Linked DNA regions of Mus musculus: regions 2, 3, 4, 5, 6 and 7 are each linked to region 1. Evidence: chromatin contacts called from public promoter capture Hi-C data. All regions are on one chromosome and are shown on one strand. The core of a region is the stretch at or near the end of the contact, and the rest is flanking DNA. Distances in the headings are between cores, read along the strand shown.

What was found. Promoter capture Hi-C pulls out the DNA fragments that hold promoters and counts their contacts. Capture Hi-C pulls out chosen DNA fragments and counts their contacts.
Region 2: a promoter capture Hi-C map of embryonic stem cells shows a contact between it and region 1, with 6 read pairs. The contact joins the promoter of Fst here to the promoter of Parp8 in region 1. A contact is called at or near these places in 1 of 39 promoter capture datasets (embryonic stem cells) and 2 of 484 Hi-C or Micro-C datasets (both in embryonic stem cells).
Region 3: a promoter capture Hi-C map of pre-B cells shows a contact between it and region 1. The contact joins the promoter of 3110070M22Rik here to the promoter of Parp8 in region 1. A contact is called at or near these places in 1 of 39 promoter capture datasets (pre-B cells) and 3 of 115 datasets of contacts at active chromatin or transcription factors (acute myeloid leukemia, large pre-B cells and pro-B cells).
Region 4: a promoter capture Hi-C map of pre-B cells shows a contact between it and region 1. The contact joins the promoter of 4833420G17Rik here to the promoter of Parp8 in region 1. A contact is called at or near these places in 2 of 39 promoter capture datasets (hippocampal neurons and pre-B cells).
Region 5: a contact with region 1 is called in a promoter capture Hi-C map of pre-B cells, with 2.3 times the contacts expected there. The contact joins the promoter of Hmgcs1 here to the promoter of Parp8 in region 1.
Region 6: a promoter capture Hi-C map of liver shows a contact between it and region 1, with 5 times the contacts expected there. The contact joins the promoter of Zfp131 here to the promoter of Parp8 in region 1. A contact is called at or near these places in 3 of 39 promoter capture datasets (the C10 cell line, hippocampal neurons and pre-B cells) and 1 of 9 other capture datasets (liver).
Region 7: a contact with region 1 is called in a promoter capture Hi-C map of pre-B cells. The contact joins the promoter of Nnt here to the promoter of Parp8 in region 1. A contact is called at or near these places in 4 of 39 promoter capture datasets (the C10 cell line, cranial neural crest, hippocampal neurons and 1 more), 2 of 484 Hi-C or Micro-C datasets (B cells and LSK cells) and 2 of 115 datasets of contacts at active chromatin or transcription factors (large pre-B cells and thymic regulatory T cells).

What each region holds. Positions count from the first base shown.
Region 1 is chr13:117,024,280-117,027,046 of GRCm38.p6, forward strand. It overlaps Parp8 (poly (ADP-ribose) polymerase family, member 8), which reads right to left and starts at 1,252. Exons shown (of 27, transcript NM_001081009.2): 1 at 1,086-1,252; 2 at 897-998. The coding sequence starts at 987.
Region 2 is chr13:114,457,331-114,460,279 of GRCm38.p6, forward strand. It overlaps Fst (follistatin), which reads right to left and starts at 1,621. Exons shown (of 6, transcript NM_001301373.1): 1 at 1,172-1,621. The coding sequence starts at 1,256. All of the region lies in intron 1 of Gm41074 (a long non-coding RNA gene), which reads left to right.
Region 3 is chr13:119,487,084-119,489,961 of GRCm38.p6, forward strand. It overlaps 3110070M22Rik (RIKEN cDNA 3110070M22 gene), which reads right to left and starts at 1,301. Exons shown (of 1, transcript NR_027974.1): 1 at 174-1,301. It overlaps Tmem267 (transmembrane protein 267), which reads left to right and starts at 1,390. Exons shown (of 3, transcript NM_001177666.2): 1 at 1,390-1,911.
Region 4 is chr13:119,461,402-119,464,151 of GRCm38.p6, forward strand. It overlaps 4833420G17Rik (RIKEN cDNA 4833420G17 gene), which reads left to right and starts at 1,358. Exons shown (of 13, transcript NM_001113550.1): 1 at 1,358-1,718.
Region 5 is chr13:119,688,924-119,691,884 of GRCm38.p6, forward strand. Hmgcs1 (3-hydroxy-3-methylglutaryl-Coenzyme A synthase 1) reads left to right here and starts at 1,428. Exons shown (of 10, transcript NM_001291439.1): 1 at 1,428-1,590.
Region 6 is chr13:119,789,035-119,792,054 of GRCm38.p6, forward strand. Zfp131 (zinc finger protein 131) reads right to left here and starts at 1,698. Exons shown (of 8, transcript NM_001302548.1): 1 at 1,471-1,698; 2 at 1,115-1,253. The coding sequence starts at 1,238. Gm46390 reads left to right here and starts at 1,237. Exons shown (of 2, transcript XM_017315657.1): 1 at 1,237-1,248; 2 at 1,339-2,655. The coding sequence starts at 1,237. The coding sequence ends at 2,508.
Region 7 is chr13:119,407,584-119,410,567 of GRCm38.p6, forward strand. It overlaps Nnt (nicotinamide nucleotide transhydrogenase), which reads right to left and starts at 1,674. Exons shown (of 17, transcript NM_001308506.1): 1 at 1,320-1,674.

The sequences.
Region 1 (2,767 bases), core at 2-2,501:
CAATTCTGTCTTGAACCTACACTTTTGTGTGAGCCTAGGAGGCCCGATGGGGAGGGAAGCAAAGGCTGGAGAGCTAGGGGCCGCCAGCAGGGTGGTGCAGGAGGGGATGCGGAGCACCCCGTGGGGTGCAGCGGGAGGCCGCCCCCCGCAACAAGTGCCGGGTGCCATGGCAACAGCGGGAAATTCCCAGCCAAGCAGCCGGAAGCAGCCCCTGGCAGGCTTCGGGCTGCGAAGCCCGAACTGCCCTCGGCCTTGGATGGGGGGGTGGGAGGACGGGGAGCAAAGATGGACGCAAAGCGACCCCCAGGTTGGGCCTGCGTAGCTCGGGAACCCCGGGAATCCATCCATCCCTTCCCCGGGGCGGTGTCCTGCGCGCTCGCCGAGGAGCGGGTGCAGCGGAGGGGGCGGGAGCTCGGCCCAGCGCTGCCTTCTCCCGGGGCCTCGGCGCCTGGCGGGAGCAGCGCAGCGCAGCGCAGCGCAGCCGGTCCCTTCCCGGCCGCCGCCGCTCGGCCGATGGCGCAAAGCCGCCGGGCTCTAGCCCGCCCCGCTCGGCCACGGCTGCCGAAGCCGGGAGGCAAAGCTCGGATGCTCTGGGCACCGCCAATGGCTGGAACCCAGCGCCCGGCCCCTGCACTCTGATCGCGCGGGTCCTGCCCCAGGAGCCGGAGACTGCCCTGGCCTGGTGGGGTTTTTTGGGGGGGAGGGGGGTGGCTCGTGCCCCCCTCCTCTTTGGGTTTCAGCTCACGCCGCTGCAGCTATTTCCAAATGCACCCGGAATGGGGACTTGCCGCCCCACACTCCCAAGCTACACGCGTCGCGGTCAGAAATCTGGGCAATGGGGGTAGACAGAGGGGAGGCTGACTCCTGGTCCCAGGATCCGAGAGGCAAGAACTCACCTGCAAACAGGCAGTCTTTCTCGGCTCTTGACTTCTGGATCACGACGTCGATATCCTTCTGAATTCTCTCTTGCCTTGAACACATCCCCATTAAATAAATCCCTGGAAAAGAAGCAGCCGCTATTTCCACTCCACCCCACCCCCCTCGCACGCTTCCAGCTTTCGTAAATATTCAGTTAAAAATGAAACCTCTGGCCGAGGCAGGGGCTGAAGGCGAAGTGGTTTCGGAAGTGATCCCGGGTGAGAGAGGAGGAGGAGGTGGAGGAGGAGGAGGAGGAGGAGGTCGGCTTTGCATTCCCAGATGTGACCGCCCAGCTGCTGCTCGCCGCTGCTGGATTCCAATTTCCTCCTGTTCTGACAATGGATGGTGATGACACGGAGTCTCACTTTCTCCCTCCCCCCCCACCCCCGCCCGGACTGACGGCCGTAGGAAAACGAGGGGCCCGAAGGGGGCCGGGGACCGCTGGAGAGCGATCGGCAGCTGTGGAGCGGCAGGCGCCGGAGAGGGGCGAGCCCCGCTCCGACTCACGCGCGCACACCCCTCGCGGCCCGCACGCCGGCCTTCCCACACCCGCGCACACTCGCGCCCGCGGGCGGCGGCCGTGCCCAGGCTGCTGCAGCGCCGCCCGCCAGCCGCAGACCCTCCCGCACCCGCCGCGGGTCACCGGGCCCGGCTGCGCGCCGCTGGGGCTTTAATAGTATCCGCCATCCGCGCAGGCTGGATTTCCCCACCCCCGACTGCCACTCGAGCCGGGAGCTGAGTGACAGTGTAGGTAGTGAAGACTCCCTGGAGCTCCCAGCCTCTCCCGCACCACCACCACCACCCCTCCTCTTTCCACCACTTTTATGAATTCGACTCCACTTTCAGAAGGAATTATGAGTCATATGGAAACCCAAGCCGGAGTGGCTGGGAGGAAGAAAGAGGGGGAAAAGAAAAAAAAATCTTTACGAATTAAAAATAAAGTGAACAAGTCTTTCCTTGTAATCACATCAGGCAAAGGGAGAAAGGCTGGAGATCACTCTAGGAGGACTCTCCCATTTCCTTATTGCCTTCTTTTTTGGTGGTGAGGTGATGGGGGTTCTTTTATTGTTTTGCTTTGCTTTTGCTTCTCAGGGTGGTTTGTTTGTTTGTTTGTTTGTCCCAGGTTTGAGAAGCTCTTTTGAAAATGAAGCCCTTTCTAGACTCCAAAGACTCTTGTTCTTCCTTTCCAGCTCTGTTCATAAGAAATTGGCCTGAGGGGACTCCCTAAGTCAGGGATACCTGGCTTGGGTCTTATTCAAAACCTCAGCCTTCTGTGGGCTGAGGCAAGGGAAAGTTTCTCCAGCCCTAATACCTTGCGCAACAAGGAAAACCATACTGTCCGCTCTCTATTGCCCTGCTTTAAGCTTATGATGGTTGGTCCACCTTTTCTGCCGCAAGGAACCTGAACCCGCTCCACCAAGCTCTTTTCTTTAGCATCGTTTCTGAGAAGTGTCCCCCAGGCAGACCATAGGTATATTGTTTTGCATTCTAAGACCAAGCAGTGTCTGGAATATAGGAGGTGTTATCAATCATGTTGTCCGGAACCTTTTAATCTTCCCGATAGGAATAGTGAGTAGGGGAAGCTTTTCCTGTGCTGGCAAGCCTGAGTCAGTACCCTGGAGCCTAGGGGCTGAACAGACACGCCCAGAAGAGTATTAGAATTTCAAACCCTTTTCAAGGCAGAGACTGACTGCTGGAAACACTCAGGCTGGAGGCTTATGGTATATATCCAGCCTTTTAACATCATCTGTATTCTCACGCTTTTCCTCTTGTAATCCTCAGTTTCCGACAGCCTTTAGTGACGGCAGAAGACAGCATACATCCCACAGCAGTTAGGTGGGGCTTTGCA
Region 2 (2,949 bases), core at 371-2,870, 2.6 Mb before region 1:
CCGCAGCCACCGCGGTCTTTCGAAATTTCCGAGGGCTGCTTTCTCTGGCGCCCACGTCCCGGCACCCAGGCAGCGCCCCTATCAGCAAGGCTGGTAGCCCAGCCTAGTGTCGGGCAGACGGCTAGGACCGGTGCCGGGGAGGGCAGCTTACGACACACAAAACCTTACCGCTCCAACAGGCAACGCAGCAGGGTTAGAACCCGGAGGCGTCTACCGGGTCACACATACCTACCTTATGTCTCCCAAGAACCTCTTTACAAATAGTTTCTTTCTCTGTCCCTATTTAATGTGTTCGGACTTTGGGCAAGCAGACGTCTCATGAATCACCAAAGTGACTCGAGAGTAATTGTCGTGAAGCTGCGGGGTTACCACTATTTTTAAAAAAGAAATCCAGCCTGGAGACTAATTGTAATAAAATCAATTCATTTTTAATTTTAGAAGATAAACTTCAGAAATTTGCTCTTTAATCCAGGTCGGAGTCTAAATAGCTTGTGGGCTGCTTGGTTCACAGAAGTTAACAGGAATGAGGCAAAGTGGAGAAAACTGTAAAGTACTTAAAACACTTCGGGCTAATAATTTGGTTTGTCTTTCTTCTTTTTCGCGGGGCTTGGGGGAAAGAGGCAGAAGGAGCATCCGCTAAGCGTAAAACTACCTCCCTCTAAAAATTTCAGTACCCACATTTCCAAGTTTGGGCAAAGTTTCTGAAACCACGTCCCCCGGCCACCCAAGAAAATTCGGTATCTCCCATCCCCCACCCCGTCATTTTTTTTTTAAAGAGTCTCCAAAAGATATGGAAGGAAGATGGATAGATTGCTAGTAGGTCGACTGTAATCTCCAGGCTACGGATGCTCGCCCTTCTCCCGAGCCAGCCAGGGGAGATAACATCTAAAGTCATTAGGACCAGAACTTGGAGCATCTACCCCTAACTACTGAGGCTCCAGCTCCTCCACTCAAGCCCTTTCCTTTTTGAGGGTAACCTGGCTCTAAACTCCGCTCTCTATCCTAAAGTGTCACTGCCTTCAGTCTTTCCCTCCCGTTCCGTTCTACAGGAGTAGCCGGGTGGTTCCAACATCTTCCGAGAGCAGCGTAGGTCAGAACAGACCAAGTGGAGACAGCAGAAAAGTAGAACCCCTGCCCCAGCCGAGCCTCTGGGCGCATCCCTTCCACTCACCCTGGGCGCTGCGGTCCTCCATGAACTGGCAGAGTAGCAGCAGCAGGAGGCAGAGCCCGCCGGGCTGGTGCCTGGCGCAGACCATCCTGGGGCAGGCGCGGGGCGAGGAGCGCGGCGGCGGGTGGCTCGGGCGAGCGGCGCGCGTCGCAGAGGCGAGCGGCGGAGGGCGCAGCGATCCCGGCGCAGCCCCGCGCTCGCCACCGGCCGCCCGCGCGATTCAATGGACGTCAGAAGCCGGGCGCAGCCGCGCTTTAAATCTAGACGGGGGTCTCCGAGGTTTGCGGTGGGCGGTCTCCCAGTGTGTGGGGCTGTGGGAGGGCGGCCGCGACCGAGGGTGTGCCGGCTCTTTGGGGGTGGGGAGCTTTTAAAAGTTCAGTGTGAATCAGGTGACATTTCCCACCTTCTGGAAACCCTTCCCAATTATCTGTCGGAGGTGCCCGAAATCAAAGCGGCAGGAGGGGAATCGCCGAGTTCTTATTTGCGTAGGAGCGGGAGGGGAGGGGGGAAGGAGGCAGGGGCGGGGGCTGGGGGCGACGCGTCGGGGGTGGGGAGGAACATCCACTTCAGTCCTGCACGCCGCCGCTCGGAGCCGGCGCGCCCGGGGTGGCGTGCGAGTGTGTGTGTGCGCGCGTGTGTGCGTGTGCGCGTGTGAGTGAGGGCGCTGGAGGAGGCGGCCGGCGGAGCGCGGGGACCCCGGAGGACCCCGGGAATGGGTCCCCAGCACCTCTGCTCCAGGGCTCCGGGATGAGACTTCTGCAACCCGCCGCAGGATCCCTGAGCTGCTTCAATGCCCGGGGGAGCAGTTTCAGGAGCCTCCCTGCAGAGCCTTGGCGCGGGGTCCCGGAGACGTTTTGTGTCCCGAGGTCTCTTACGTGTCTTACTTTGCGGCCACCCTGCCAGCTCCCCCGCCTCCCACTCCCTCCCGCGCCCCCTCCCCCCCCAGCCTGGAGTAGGTTGCTAAGAACCCCGACCCCCGGGCACCTTCCACCCGGGCCGAGCGCTGCGGAGACGCGGCCCTCGGGCTCCACAAGTCAGAAGCAAACAAAAATGTTTAACACCTCGGAGCCGGCCGCCCCCGGCAGTCTCGCCCTCTCCCTTTCTTTTCTCCCCTTTCACTTCGTCGCGTCTGGAGTCGCAGCCCCGAGCGGGGGCGCCGACGTAGGCGGTCTGCCCCCCTCCTCCCCCGCTCCGAGACGCCCCAGTTTCTGTCCCGACTCCTCTCTCTCTCTCTCTCTCTCTCTCTTATTTAAAAAAAAGATTGCACCATGATAATGAACTTCTGCAGCCTCAGTTTATTGAGTGCAATGCCTGGCATTCTTCGCCGAAAGTTGGCGGGTCTTCTCATTTATAACATTTTCTGGCACGGCTGAATGAAACTGAGGAGGCGATATTTCCTTTTATATAAAACGATTACTTCACGGAAAAGGCTATATTGTTTATTTCAAAGCTGCCTTTTAAATTTCTATTCTTTTCGCTTCTGAAGCCCGAACGACAACAAACAGCGAACAAAACAGACAAAATTCTTGGACATTCCCAGGTCATTGGGATTTGCTCTTACGGATTTCAAATTCGCCCTTCTTCTCTAGCCCCAGCCCTAGCGCCCCCCCCCCCCGGTCCTCCTCTCATCCTCCCACCCCCATCTTCCATCACCCTCCTCCTACCCCCTCCACAACTGCAAATAACTCAGTGATAACAGATTTTTTTCCACCAACTGCAGGAGATAGTGCTAATCTTTTAATAAAAGGTCCCATTACAATGGGATCTGTCTGGACAGACTA
Region 3 (2,878 bases), core at 51-2,550, 2.5 Mb after region 1:
TAAAAAGCAAAGCTGTATATCAAAAAAGAAAAGTGACCAAAGCAACCCTGTTGCAACCTAAATGATATAGGCTAGGTGTCCAGATCCGGTTTGTTTTTCTCTGTTCATACGCAGGAACTCTGAAGCCCACAAAGGGCAGCAGAGCAATCTCATGCCACAGACAGACCCGGCAGTTGAAGAAAAGTGTTTACTGGGGGTGAGGAAACACATGAGGCAGAGGCTCAGAGAAAAAGACCCCCCAAAACCAGAGCAGGAACTCCGGAAGCAGGAAAGCCGGGTCTCAGGAGGGTGGGGGGTGTTTAAACCCCCCTGAAGAGTCTTCCTCCCCTTGAGGGTTGGTCCACAACAGTTCTTGTCATGATCCAGCCTTGAACTTGGGCCAGTCCATCTATGATCGTCCCAACTACCTCACTAAAGTTAGCCTCTCCTAGTTGAGATATATCACTATGTGTCCAGCATATTTCCACTTGGTCAGTGCCCTTCAGTAAAGGAGCTCCTCTGCTGGAATAGTTCATCTGAAGCGATTCTGTGAGTGATTTTCTGACGCAGGGGGATGACTGTGGCCCTCTGCTGGAATAGTTCATCTGAAGCGATTCTGTAGCCGAGCCCAACACAAGGATTCAGGATGCATTGTATGAAGAGCAGTCAGTGTTCTTAACATCCCCCCGCTGACACAGGGGGATGATGCTGATTGAGTGTGGGGCAGGGGGATGTGGCTGTGTGACTGTGTGAGGCAGGGGGATGACTGTGGCCCTCTGCTGGAATAGTTCATCTGAAGCGATTCTGTAGCCGAGCCCAACACAAGGATTCAGGATGCATTGTATGAAGAGCAGTCAGTGTTCTTAACCGCTGAGCCTTCTTGCTTTGCCCTCGATGTCCTGAGATCAGCCGCCTCCCATCGCCCGTGTCGCCCCCGCCGGTGAGTAGCAAAGCCTTGAGAAATCCCCAAGGGGGCGGTGAAGCGCTGCGGTGCGTCTGGTCTGACAGGTCGCGCGATCCTGCATCGTCTGCCCTGTGGCGTCCACTGCAGGACGTTAGGAACGTCTGAGCCGTCGAGCCCCCGACCCACGGTGTGCCCTGCAGCCGGCGAGGGGCTTCTCCATCCCGGCCGCCACAGGTGAGCATCGTGGTGAGCGGGGTGACTCGATGAGCACAGACACCGACGGGACGTTTTCCACGTTTCCGTCCGGCTCTGAGGGCTCTGAGGGCGTGCAGAGCTCAGGGCGGCCACCGGCTCAGGCTCATCCAGCGAGCGACCCGCATCCCGGCGTCCGCGGGGACCCGGAGGACTCGGCCGCTCTGGCCGGCGGCGCGCGCGTCTCTATGGTGCGGCCGAGGGGCGGGGCGCCGTCGTCCGCCCGCCTACCGCGAGGCGCGCCGGGTGGAGCCGAGCCGCGGCTCGCCGGGCGGGGAGGGACGGCCGGACCGCGCTGCGTCCAGAGGGAGCCGGAGCCGGGCGAGGCGGAGGATCGAGTCCCGGGCCGGGGCTGCGGGCTCAGGGTGGACTCGAAACCTCTCAGAGCCTCACCCCTCCCTCCCTCCCTCCCTCCCTCCCTCCCTCCCTCCCTCCCTCCCTCCCCTGCCCTCCCTCTCTCGCCCTCCGACCCCGTCGACGCCGCTCTTCTCGGCTCTGCGCTTTTTCCAACCCGAAGCGAAGCGGGGAGCCGGTGGGCGGGTGGAGAGCTGAGGCCTCCTGTGCAGTTTAACAGTCGACATCGTAGAAATCCATTCTTTTTAATCTAAAACTTACTCGATCCCACGGACCTCAGAACAGCACGCGTGGAGGAGTCGGCTCAGAACAGAAACACGTGGAAACGCTTCACTGTCCATTGTATCTGTCGCCGTCACGGGCGCTCTTTCACACGCGGAGAGAGACCGGATGGCCTCAGAGTCACGCTGACGTGAAAAGAGGTTTGCGTCTGCTCCTTGTATTGATTATCAGCACCAGATCCGACATCTGCGTTTGATAGTTTGGCTCCCGACTTAAACGCGTTGACTGACACGGCAACCATAGTGTGAGGACCGGTTTGTAAAGCCGGATGAAGGCAGTTTGGGTCAGGGGGTGTTTTTGTGTGTTGTGATAATGTTGCTTGATGGTTCACTTTTTGAGACATGGTCTCTTTGTGCTCTTCCTGTTGATCTGGGAATGTTATCGGAGCTCGTGATTGTTCCCTGAGTGCTGGGACAACAGACCTGAATCCAGCACTCTGTACTCCCAAATGCCACACACACACACACACACACACACACACACACACATACACACACACACACACACATACACACACACACACACACACACACACACACACACATACACACACACACACATACACACACACACACACACACATACACACACACACACACACATACACACACACACACATACACACACACACACACACACACACACATACACACACACACACACACTCACACACACACACACACACACACACACACACACACACCGTGCAAACAACCACTGAACTGCCGAGGAGCCATTAGGTTCTGTTTAAAACGTTTCTAAGTGAAAGTGTCAGACATCCAGAAAAGTAGAGATCAGCGTGAAGACCTGTGGGCTGTTTGTCCACACGAGGGACCGGCTGCTCGTGCAGGGACCCGGGTTTAGTTCCGAGCACCCACATGGCAGCTCACAAGACTGTGACTCCTGTCCCGTCCTCTCTTCTGACCTCTACAAGCACCACAAGATGCAGGCAAACATCCAAAAACACAATAAAAATGTTAAAGCTCAGATGTGGCACAGCACTGAAGCGTTTGACAAGTGGACCGATTATTGATTTCAGTAGGCTGTGGCAGATTAGAACTCAGCTCAGAATCATGCTTGCTTATTTAAAAAAAAAAGATTTACTTA
Region 4 (2,750 bases), core at 108-2,607, 2.4 Mb after region 1:
TGAGTTCGAGGCCAGCCTGGTCTACAAAGTGAGTTCCAGGACAACCAGGGCTACACAGAGAAACCCTGTCTCAAAAAAAGAAAGAAAGAGAAAGAAAGGAAGGAAGGAAGGAAGGAAAAGAAAAGAAAAAAGAAAGGAAGGAAGGAAGACTGTTATCTGTCCAAGGATGTCTTTACTTAAGATCATTCTTTGTATCAGTATATTTTCAAGTGATGGCTAATTGAAGAGTTAGATCCTGTTTTCCCAATCCCTTACTGATAGCTTTGCTTAAAGCTCTTGCACTAAACAAATATTCCTAATAAAGCTTTTTTGTTAGTTTGTTTTTTAAGAAAAAGTTGCCTGGAGATTTTTAAATTTAGAATCAGCAAATTTCTTCGAGTCTGGCTCCATCCATAATGACCTGGCCATACTACCTCAGGCCTCCTTCCTCCCTGATCATGCTTCAACCCCTTAAAGAGACATCATCTTTCCCTTGGACTGCTTGGAGTTGTAACAGAGCCTTGACCTTTGCTTGTACTTAGCAAGTACCTATTTAAAACTCCAGATTTGGAGCTCTGGCCATATGGATAATGTCCTTGTGGAGAGATCTGCCCCCCCCCCCTTGCTCTGAGCTCACCCTCATACTGAGGGCAATAGGCAGCACAAAGAGGTCTGCTTTACTACCAAGAGTGTCTTGTGGACAGTCTATAATCTGGATGCAATACTATTTTTAGGCAGGGCAAAGCCAGGAAGATGGTGAAGCACATCTTTAATCCCAGCACTAGGGAGGTAGAGGCAGACAGATCTCTGAGTTCGAGGTCAGCTGGGTCTACAGAGCGAGTTCCAAGACAGCCAGGTTTACACAGACCCTGTTTCAAAAACAAACTAAACAAAACAAAACCCAAAAAAACTCAAACCTCAGATTTTAGTGGAAGTATTTTCTCAGACTCTATTCTCTCATAGATCGCTGTGTTTTTTAGTTTAGGAACACTCATAACTAATAGAATATTTTGTCCCCCCAGTCATTCTCCAATCCCCATCCTGACCCCAGTGAATTGGGCTAATCCGCAGCGTATTTTGCTGACGTCGTACGCATGTCTAATGGCAATAGATTAAGAATTAGAAGACATTTTCTGGCACCTCTTAAAACAAGTGGTCTTTGTCTTCGATTACTTTTAAAGAATTTTAAAGCTCCGCTAACACCTATCCTGTGACAGTGTCGCCTGGTAAAACTGGTCTATAACCCTAATCCCCACGGAAACTCGGCGCTTCCGTGCCGACACTGAGCACCCGATACGTGGAGACCAGAGTCCAACCCGGAAAACCGGTCTTTTCCGGAACTGCTCTTTGCAATGGAAGAGGCGGGACTTCCGGCTTCGCTTTTCCGGAGACCGCCCCTTCCTCTCGGTGCGGGAGGCTCCAACTGCTGCCTCGCTTTGTGTTTTGTTTGTTTGTGTTTTGTTTGTTTGTGTTTTGTTCCTCGCGTCGCCGATGCTGCCCCAGAGGACTGGACCGGTGTTTCAACCGAAACACTTCTTGTATCCGTGTTTTTCCGTAGATGTGATTATTTTTCTTCCTCAAGAAATGCTTCTCGGTAGTTAATACATTACGGAAGGAACCGTGGAGAAGCGCTACGCAAACAGCACAGTTCGTGCCACTTGAGCAAAATAGAGGTCGGTCGGAGGCCGAGGTTGCCCTCCCTTCCAGGTGCAGAACAACTTCGCAGCCCACAGCCGCCGGTGAGTGTTGCAAGTTTGGCGGTGGTCTTGCTGAGGGTGTTTTCCCGCCCCCTTCTCTTTCCCCGGGTTTGTTTTGAAAAAAAAAACGAGCCTTCAACATGCAGAGGAGGGTTTTCGGTTCGTTATCCCCCAGACCTAACGTGTTGAATGGTGAGAGTGCAAACGTGAATAAAACGATGCAAAGCACCAATTTGCTCTTAAAATACCAGGTAGAGCTATGCGTGTGTGCACATACGTCTCTTCGTCTGTAATCACGGTGTTTGCTTATTGGCGTTGCAAGGATTTAAACAAGTGACGTAAAGCAGTTACTGTGGTCTTACCTGTGGGAAGTTAACCCGTGACGGCAATATAGAGATGCACTGAAGACAGACGAAATGGGAGAAAGATAGTTGTAGTAAATAAGAGTTCAGCTTCCAACAAAAGGAGATAAAGGGCCAAATTCAAGCGAGATTTTAAAAAGCAATAGAAAGCTAGTTACAGGCAGAAAGCATCGTGATGACAGTGGTGTCATCAACGCATATCGTGAACTCAAGGGGAAGAATTTAAATATTTATTCTTTCTGTATTTGATGAAAGTTTATTTGTCCAACAGCTTTCTTTGCCTAGTACTATTTGAGGTCCCAGTGATACATTTGTAAATAAGACAGGAGAGATCTGTTTTGTCTGAGTTTCTATCCTGGTGGGAGGTACTGATAAAGTCTATGAGGACAAAAGATATGTTAGGATAGCAATTATGGATGGAGTAGTTTAGCTTAGGTGATAAAGTTGGGCCTTGGTGCAAGTGGTATTTGTGTTGAGATGTGAGTTCTGATGAAGAGTTTGTGATATGATAAGCAAGGAGACGACAAGCTAGACAGAGAGAGCAGGGCAAAGTTCCTGAGATGAGAAACACCTTCTTTCAAGAGCAATCTCTACAAAGCCAGTGTGATTAAAATGATCAGAACAAGGGAATTAGGAAGTGACATTTGGAGAAAGTGGTGGGCTAGCCTGTGTGGCCTCTGCAGGCTGTAGTGTAGGACTATTGATCTAATTC
Region 5 (2,961 bases), core at 178-2,677, 2.7 Mb after region 1:
CTTTGGGGCAAGGCCTGTTTTGCTTAGCAAGTTAGCATCTGTAGTGTACAATAAACTTCACACAGCAGTAGTGCTAAGAAACAATGAATTATCAATAGCCCTTATCCACAGTTCTTGGAGGGGTAATGGAATTAACATAAGAAGAATTGTGCCTGACAAATATACCTTAGTGGGTGCTCACAGCCATCCACTGGACTGAGCATAGGGTCCCCAATGAAGGAACCAGAAAAAGGACCCAAGGAGTTGAAGGGGTTTGCAGCCTCATAGGAGGAACAACTATATGAACTAACCAGTACCCCCAGAGCTCCCAGGGACTAAGCCACCAACCAAAGAGCACACATGGTGGGACTCATGGCTCCAGCTGCATATGCAGCAGAGGATGGCCTAGTCGGACATCAGTGGGAGAAGAGGCCCTTTGTCCTATGGAAGCTCTATGCTCCAGTGTGGGAATGCCAGGGCCAGGAAGCAGGAGTGGATGGGTTTGTGAGCAGGGGGAGAGGGGAGGTGATAGTGGGAGGGTGTTTTTCGGAGGGGAAACCAGGAAAGGGGATAACATTTGAAATGTAAATAAAGAAAATATCCAATAAAAGTTTTTTTTAAAAAAATGTATTTAATGATTAAAAAAAGGACGAAGAGTTAGTAATACAGTTCTGAACCTCAGTCATTCAACCTCAACAAAGCTAAGCAGTACAGTTTCTGTTTGGACCAAGTGCCAAAATAATAAATTAAAAAAAACAAACAAACAAAAAACGAAAACCAAAACAACAACAAACACTGATTTGTATAAACCTTCCTTCTCAGACAAGCCCTGCATCATTCTTATTCACTCCTATATCCTAAAATATCGTTTTTTAGGTTTACTTATTGTCTCAGTCGCAGTTTCTATAAAAGCCAAGGTAGTTTAAATTGGACACTTAAGAATACTTACAAATTTAGAAATTCTGGGTGAAGCATTATGCTAAAACTTGTGATGCAGATGCAATTTGCTGCTCTGGAAACTTAGAAAAGAGTCACGACTGAATTCAAATCAAGTATTTCAAATATTTTACAGGTGAAGCCGAGCTGTGGTTGCTAGGCAACCTGACAGCCTCCCAAGCGGGGGACCAACTCACCTCCCACCCTTGACCATCTCTCCCCAGGAGTGGGACGCCGAGTCGCCATTGGTCTCTATCTCCTCTCACTGACCTTCAATTGGTCGGAGAACCTCTCACTCCGCTCCCGTTGGCTCTCGCCGTCTCTCGCCGTCCCGCCATTGGCAGGCTTGTTCTCGGGCCACCCTACGTCACCGTCTCACCCCACTTCCCAGGTCCTCGGACTTTGTTCCCACCCCTTACCCCGCCCTTCCGGCAGCGAGGGAAAACCCTAGCGAGTCCCCGCCTCTCATTGGCTGAAAGCGGATCGGGGGGCGGGCGCTCCCGAGCGACTCTGAGTCCCGGGATTGGCAGAGGTAGCCGCTGTCCCGCCCTCTGTCCCCTCCCGGCGCTGCCCGAGTCGGGTGGGTCGGTGGCTATAAAGCTGCGGAGGGCGGGAGGCACAGTCTGCGGTCTCCTTGCTTTGCTCGTTCTTCTTCCAGGGTCTGATCCCCTTTGGGTGAGTGTCCCGCGCGGGGCCGGCCAGCCAAAGGCCGAGGCCGCGGGCGGCGTGTGCGGGGAGGAGGCGGTGTCCTTGACCAGGCCGGAAGGCTCTGCGCTCTGGTCTGGGCTAAGGCGTGAGCCGGGTCCCGGAGGATGGGGCGCTGGGAGCGAGCTTGTGTGGGAGCTTGAGGGCTTGGGGACTCCGGAGGGGACCCGGACTCCACTGTGCGCCGGCGGGACGCGCAGAGAAGGCAGAGGGCGTTGAGGGCTCCGTGTTCTGATGACATAGTCAGAAGCCGGAGTCGCCTTAGAGGTGCCTGTGACCACCGAAGTGGAGGCGTCGGCAGGGGATCAGAAGGGAGCTGGGGTGTCAGAGCGACCCTCGGGTTAATGGTGGACCCCAAAGGGATGGGGAAGCTCAGGCTCAGAGGGAGGGTTGTAGGTTGGCAGGGGGTGTGTCCTGCCTCCACTTACAGCATTGATGAGGGAAAGTGGGCAGTGTTACTTCTCCCCAATTCGGGTGCAAGAAATCACAATTGTGATTTAGACCTAGCCAAGGATTGATGGCCTGGACCCCTTTGGTACGTGGCTTGCTGAAAAGCAAAGATTAGTGAGCTCGGCACCTCCCCCCTTTCTCTCCCCTCCCTCTCACTTTTCCCCTCCCCCTCCCTTTCTGCTAAGATGTTCTCGTCTACTACTGTTAATAACAGCCAGCCTTAAGTGTTATAAAGATGTGATGGCCCAACCGGCACACAGACTTTGGTTTAAGTCATGGAAGTTTCAAAGCAAGGTGTATGGAAGTCTTTGGAAACATGACCTTCTTTGACCAGTGGTAGGGAAAGAATTGCTTGGCAACATTCTGGAGGAGGGAATTGGGGAGTAGGTGGCAGGAGGTTGTCCTTCTTGCCAAGCTTGCCCCTGTGGCCTTGGCCTCAGGCCATCTCTGCCTGTTTTCTCTACCCACCTCTACTGCAACCTCCCTCCTGCTGGTGCGATGGCTGCTAACCTTTGCTGTATTTTAGGGTTGAATCTTGAGAAGCAAGGGCATGCCAAACATTAACAAACCAGACTACTCATAGTTACAGATTTTTTTTTTTCCTTCCATGCTGTGGTTTAAATTTTTATTGTGCAGATTCCATCAGACTGGAGACAAGGCTGAAAGTCCTCCACAGATATCTGCAAGTGACTCTCTGCAGGTTGAGCCTTCTCAACAGTGCATGTTCTTTGGTCAGACTTTTAAAGTTTCAGTTAGTTTTGCATGGAGATGGAGAGTAAGCATAGCCTGTCTCGTGAAAAGAAAGAGAGGCTGTCTTTTTGTGGATGTAGCTCTCCTAAATTAGCAAAGTTTCCCTTTAGTGTAATGTTCTCTCGGGTTTCTCTGACACTG
Region 6 (3,020 bases), core at 448-2,947, 2.8 Mb after region 1:
AATCCTTTCTTCACAAAATACATATCTTTACTTCAAAGTAAAAGCTAGTTTATACTAAGCAACAAATTTCTTCTAGCAGTTTCTGTTCCATTCAATTAAGTAGCAACCTACATTTAAACCCACTGAAACAGCTAAATATGGGCTGGAGAACTGGTTTGGTGGTTAAGAGCATCAGCTGTTCTCCCAGGGAAGCCGGGTTCAATTCCCAGCACCCACAAGGCAGCACACAACTGTCTGCAATTCCAGTTCCAAGGGACTTGACACACTCTTCTGACCTCCTCGAACACCTGTCATGGAAGTGGTGCACATATATACGTGTGCAGGCAAAACACTCGTACACAGAAAATAAAATGAAATAAAAGTTCTAAATATGACAGTGCAAAAGTTCACGTATCATTTAGAAAGGGGTGGGGGAGTACAAAGCCAGTGTGTTTGGTACAGGAAATTTTTCAATATGCCTAATATAGCTGTAGGCACAACACACCTACAAACTTTCATTATAAGGAACATCTTGTCTAGAAAGCCAATGTTCACTAAAAGGAACCCTAATCTGGATTTGCCTATACAAGCACGACTAGCAGATTCCCAATTTATTTTTTAGTCACTCACAGTGGGTATGAGTGTAGCCCCAATGAGTGTAGGTGGTTTCTCATCCACTTTCCTTTCCACACCATTTTGGAAAACTAGAATGAAAACTTCCCAAATGATTCTTGTGCTGGACTCCTCAAAGCAGCTTGCTAAGAACGGGCTTATTAACAAAAAACACTGAGACCGCCTCCTTGTTGCCTCCTTGTCTGACCAAACGTTTTGAGGTATCTTCTCTCTCTCCTCCGGGCACCTATCTAACGAGTGTGCAATTATAAAACTTGAGCATGCAGCAAGAAGTTAAAATGTGATGATGCATATCAGACTAGGAGATTAAAATCCAGACTAGCCAACCAGCTTTCTGCGGCATGGTCTACGTGAGCAGCACTGACAGGCGCCCTCCCGGGTCTGATGCAAACCCTCCACCGACTTTGGAAGAGAGCCCGGAGAGGGTGGGTACAAAAAGGCGGGCAGCGAGAGAGAACTGAAGCTCCCCATTTTTCCTCCTCTGCCCACTACCCCGACCCACCGTCGACAATCAGGGTGATGTCCGTAAACCGGTCCTGCTCCCGTTGTTCATTCAATCGGTCCAAGATCATTTTATGATGTTCAGGAAACTCCTGAAGGCATTCCATCGTCTCTTCAGCCTCCATGGCCGTCGGGGTGCTCTACAAAAGAGGAGCATGATAATGTACACCCATGAGCTCGGGCTGACACAAAACCCCTACAACAAGAAACCAAACCAAAACCCAGGTGCCGGGTGGAGGGGGAGAGAAGGGGGAGGGGGAGGCCGAGAGCAAGGCTGGGGAAGAAGAAAGGCGAGCCAGCCGAGCGGCCGCCGCGCGTCGCGGGCCGGAGCCGCGGCCGCGGAACTCCGAGCCTGACCTAATCGGAGCCTGGAGACGCGAGCTGGAGCGGGGTGGGCACAGTGCCGGGAGGCTCAGGGACGCCCGGGAGCGCAAGTCCGGCCGGGGAGGACCCCGAACAGCCTCGGCGGCCTCCCAACGGCCCGCCGAGCCTTCCGCCCGGCCCAGGCTGCGGCGGCCCCGGCCCCGGTCCGGCCCGCGGCCCACAACGACTCCCCGGGTCGCCTCTCCCTCCGGCGCCTCTCCCTCCTCTACCCCCCCCCCCCCCCCGCCCCGACCCGGCCGGCACTCACTCAGGGAAGGAGGAGCGGCCCGGGGCCTGCGCGTCACTTACGTCGACGTGCTGCGTCACCACGCCGGACGCGGACGCACCCGGAGCGCCAATCCCTGCGAAGCCTGGCCACGCCCCTGGGGCCCAGTAAGGAGGGGAGGGGGGAGGGAGCCCCCCCGGGGGGGATTCGGGGCTCCCCGCGCGGCGCTTCGAAGGCTTCCGTGGGCTCTGCTGCGGCTTCTCCCAGTAGAGCAAGGCAGTCTGAGCACCGGGAAGGCTGAGGCCCTGGCGACGCTGCGCTCCGGCAGCCAGCCCGCCCCCACCGGGCCCGTAGCTGCACTTCCGATCGCGAACTCCCGGTGGAATACCGGCTCGGCGGCCCGGGACGCTTATATCCCGCGGCCCCGCCCCGCCCCGCCCCCTTTCCGGAGCGGAGGTGGGCCCTTACCCTTACCTAGCTGGCGCCGGGGCCTCGTGCCTTTCTTTCCACGCTCTCTAGTCCCGTGGCGCAGCTGCTCGGGTACCCAGGCAGCTCCTCGCTCTCCATCTTCACCTCCGCGGCAGGGACGCTCGGACGATCAGCTAGGGGTCCCGCCGACGCACTTGCGCCCTGGGCTCGGCGGCCGCGGGGACGAGCAGGCTCCGGCGCCGGGGATCTCTATTTCTCTCTCTGTCCCCGATGTCTGCCCGGCGGTGGCAGCACGTGCCTGCAGACTCACCAACCCGGTCAGCCTGCAGAGATCCAGTTGTGATTCCTTCATCCCAGCTCTCCGCACCCGCCCCTAAAGTGGCTGGGGACTGCCACTCAGTTGCACGTGGCCGGCTCACTCATTCATCCCAAGAAAGGCTCGTCTGAGGGCAATGCTCTGATAGTTAATGGGTACTGATCGGTAATCTCAATGAGTTGGACAATAAAGACTAATGGAAAGTCCAGTCCTGTGCGAGAGTGGATGTATTCACTTCAAAAGTTTTTGAGGCAATGCCATTGTAATTGTTTTAATTGTAATTGTTTTAAGAAACGGGGGGGGGGGGGCGCGGAATTGGGCGAGAACACGCGCTTTCTACATTCAGACTTTAGTCTGAGCGGAGGTTCAGGTCTGAACAGCAGGTCGGTATTACGAACAAGGTAATCTGGAGAGTCCAACAAAGCGGTGTGAGTTGGAGCCAGACATAACACAGCACATGCAGCCTTGAAGGTCACAGTGTTCCTTTTGCTGGGACAGGCACGCGACAGCCTTAAGGGTCCAAGATATCCGATCTTTTTAACATTTTAGGAGTGGAATCCTTAAAGTCCAGCA
Region 7 (2,984 bases), core at 424-2,923, 2.4 Mb after region 1:
ACAGTTTCCAGACTCTTCCTTTGAAAATAAAAACTTTGTATAGCCTCGTAGAAAACTGGCCCTATCTGTTTGCTTATACTAGAATAATCCAAAACTGTCCCTTCAATAAATTAAAAAAAAAAAAAAAAGAAAGAATGAAAATGGAGCTGGGGTGGTAGCTCATGATTGTAAATGCCAGCATCGGAGAGGTTAAGGCAGGAGGAGCAACTCAAGTTCAAAGCCAGCCTAGGCTACACATAGAAGTTCGTTCAAGCCAGCCAAGGCTACAGACCGAGATCTTCCTCGTCTCGAAATAAAAAAGTATAATAAGAATAATAAAGTAAGAAAGGAAAAATAACCAAGATTTGCCCAAAAAAGGGGGTTCAGTGGGCAAGCAAGCCCCATGCCTCCAAAGTTTTCTAAGGACTGCACACTACCGTAGGACAAATAAAGGGCACCTGCAAGCATAAACAAAGTCATGCTTTTAAAAGCTAGGCATACCAACAAGGACACAATACCCTATCCTGGCAGGCAGCGTGACCTCTCCCAAAGCCACTGCAGCCATGGCTCCTGTCACAGGTGCTGCCCCTCCCTCAGCAACTAAACTGCCACCCTCTGGCACGTGCAGCTGGACCGCTATTTATAACCTCCTGTGGAAGCCCATTGGCTCTGGCTACATAGTAGTTATTGTGCCTCTCAAGTTTGAACCAGCTCTGGCCAGAACTACACCCTGACCTCTAATAGAGCCCACCGTGACTTACCAATCCAAACCCCTTTTTCTCAGTATTCAGAAACTACCACCAGTCAGCCCGGACCTACAGTCACATCTTTTCCTATACACCTAACTGGACACCCCGCCTGAACACTCTCAAAGTTCAAGTACAACTTAGGAGCGCCCAGCTGTCATTCTTCTAGGTAAACCATTCATCGAAAGTCCTCTACGACCTCTCTTCCAGTCCCTCTAAGGGCCAAAATGACTACGTACAACTTTTGCAGCCCTTGCCCCCACCCCACCCCCACCCCAGGATCCAAGATCTGCACCTGCACAGCTGTCACTTGCTTACTTTGTCTTCTGCCGGGACTCCGTTCCCACCTCTACCCTCTCACTCCTTTCCATGTCACCCCAATAGAACGCACACACAAAAGGAGCCCCGAGGCATATACCGCATTCCTTCTCCGTCAGTCTCCTGCAGGAGCCTCTGCGCCCCACTTGCTAGACACAGCCGACCCCGCCCCCCTGCTGCTCTCTCTCGGGTCCCCTTCGCCGAGGGACCGGGGATCTGCGCTGGCTGCCCGCCTTTTCCAGCAGCCCCTAGGCGCTGCAGGGCTGGTTGGCTCACCTGGACCGGCAGGCGGGACAGATGGCGACCCCGGGCTGCGAGCAAACGCCACGCCGAGCTAGCAGACCCGGGGTTGGCCCGCGGCGTTGTGCCTCCAACCCGGAAGAACAGCCCCAACTTTGAGGCGGCGGCGGCGACCACGTGACACAGGGCTGCCTAGACCCGGACCCGCGCCCCCTTTCGGCACCCCTTCTCCCCCTCCCCGAGCCTCCTGCCAAACCCGCTTGGCCCGATCGCCAGTCTGCAAAGGAGAAAAAGACTCCACCAGATGCACGCTTACAGCGCAGCAGCTGGTCCCCTCCGGGTGGCCGCTGAAGCCCCTTTGTCTCTGCCAGGGCCCCAGGCCCGCAGCCCCGCCCCCTTGCTCTTGCTCAATCGGCCTCTGTCAATCAAACCCGATGCCAAGCACTGCAACTCAAGTTTTTAGGAATTCGTACCTCTTCTTTCCCCCCAGGAGACTAAGTTACAAAGTGTGATTTCCTCACCGGTCTCCCAGCAGAGCAAATAAACGGATACTATAACTCCACTCTTGGGCCGGACTTTTCCTCTAACTCTCTAGGAAAAAAAAAAAAAAAAAATCCGAACTTCTGTAACTGGAGAAGACTTAGGCGGGAGGAAGCCGAGGGCGGGAATGGGGGCGTTGTTTTTCCATTCTGGACGGGGGTGGGGTTAAATTCCTCACAAACGAAGTCAAGGCCTGAAAATGAACACACACATGTGCATATTTGGCTTCAACAGCGAGGCCAGCCAAGAGGAAACCCTGCGCTACTATTAACATAGGCAGTGTCTAGAATGTAATTGTAGTTGACGTCCCTGTTAAGGTTCCTGATTAAGGAAATCAAAACATAACGACCTAGTTATTGGTTAGTGATTAGATTCTGTTACTTGCTCTGCAGGTACACTGATTAAACTTACCCAGCGCTGAGTCTAAAGGAAACGTCAGTGTAAGATTGTTTGTTTGCTTGCTTGCTTGCTTTTAATTTTTTTTTTAAGATTTATTTATTTATTATATGTAAGTACACTGTAGCTGTCTTCAGACACTCCAGAAGAGGGCGTCAGATCTTGTTACAGATGGTTGTGAGCCACCATGTGGTTGCTGGGATTTGAACTCCTGACCTTCGGGAGAGCAGTCGGGTGCTCTTACCCACTGAGCCATCTCACCAGCCCCTTGCTTTTAATTTAACTGAAATATTTTAACAGGCAGAAGAAAAAAAAAAAAAACAGACATTCAGTATCTTTTAAAAATAAGTGAACCACAGAGAACCCCTTATTTAGAGAATGCCTTGTGTTTTATACAGCAGAAAGGGTCATTGGGCTACTGGACTCCGCACAGCAATCTGGAGTAAACTCTTCCGGTGGCAGAAGAACTGGAAGGCAGGAAAGGACTCGGCCCGGTGTTTTAAAATAATAATCGTAAGTCAACAGATAGTAATACTGCAGGTACAATGAGGCAAGTCCTTAACCATTTTAAACTCTTTTGTGCTGCGGACTGTGTGGTAAGTAGTTCGGAGTTCACGTGCAAGGCTTTTCTACAATCAGCAAGTCTAGCCTTGAAGGGCATCTGCCTTCATACTCTATGTTTTCCAATGCTTTCTTTCTTAGTGTTGTTTTTGTTACTCCCCCTCCCCTCATTTTGAGTAGCATTCCCCTGTCCTGCTCCTTCCT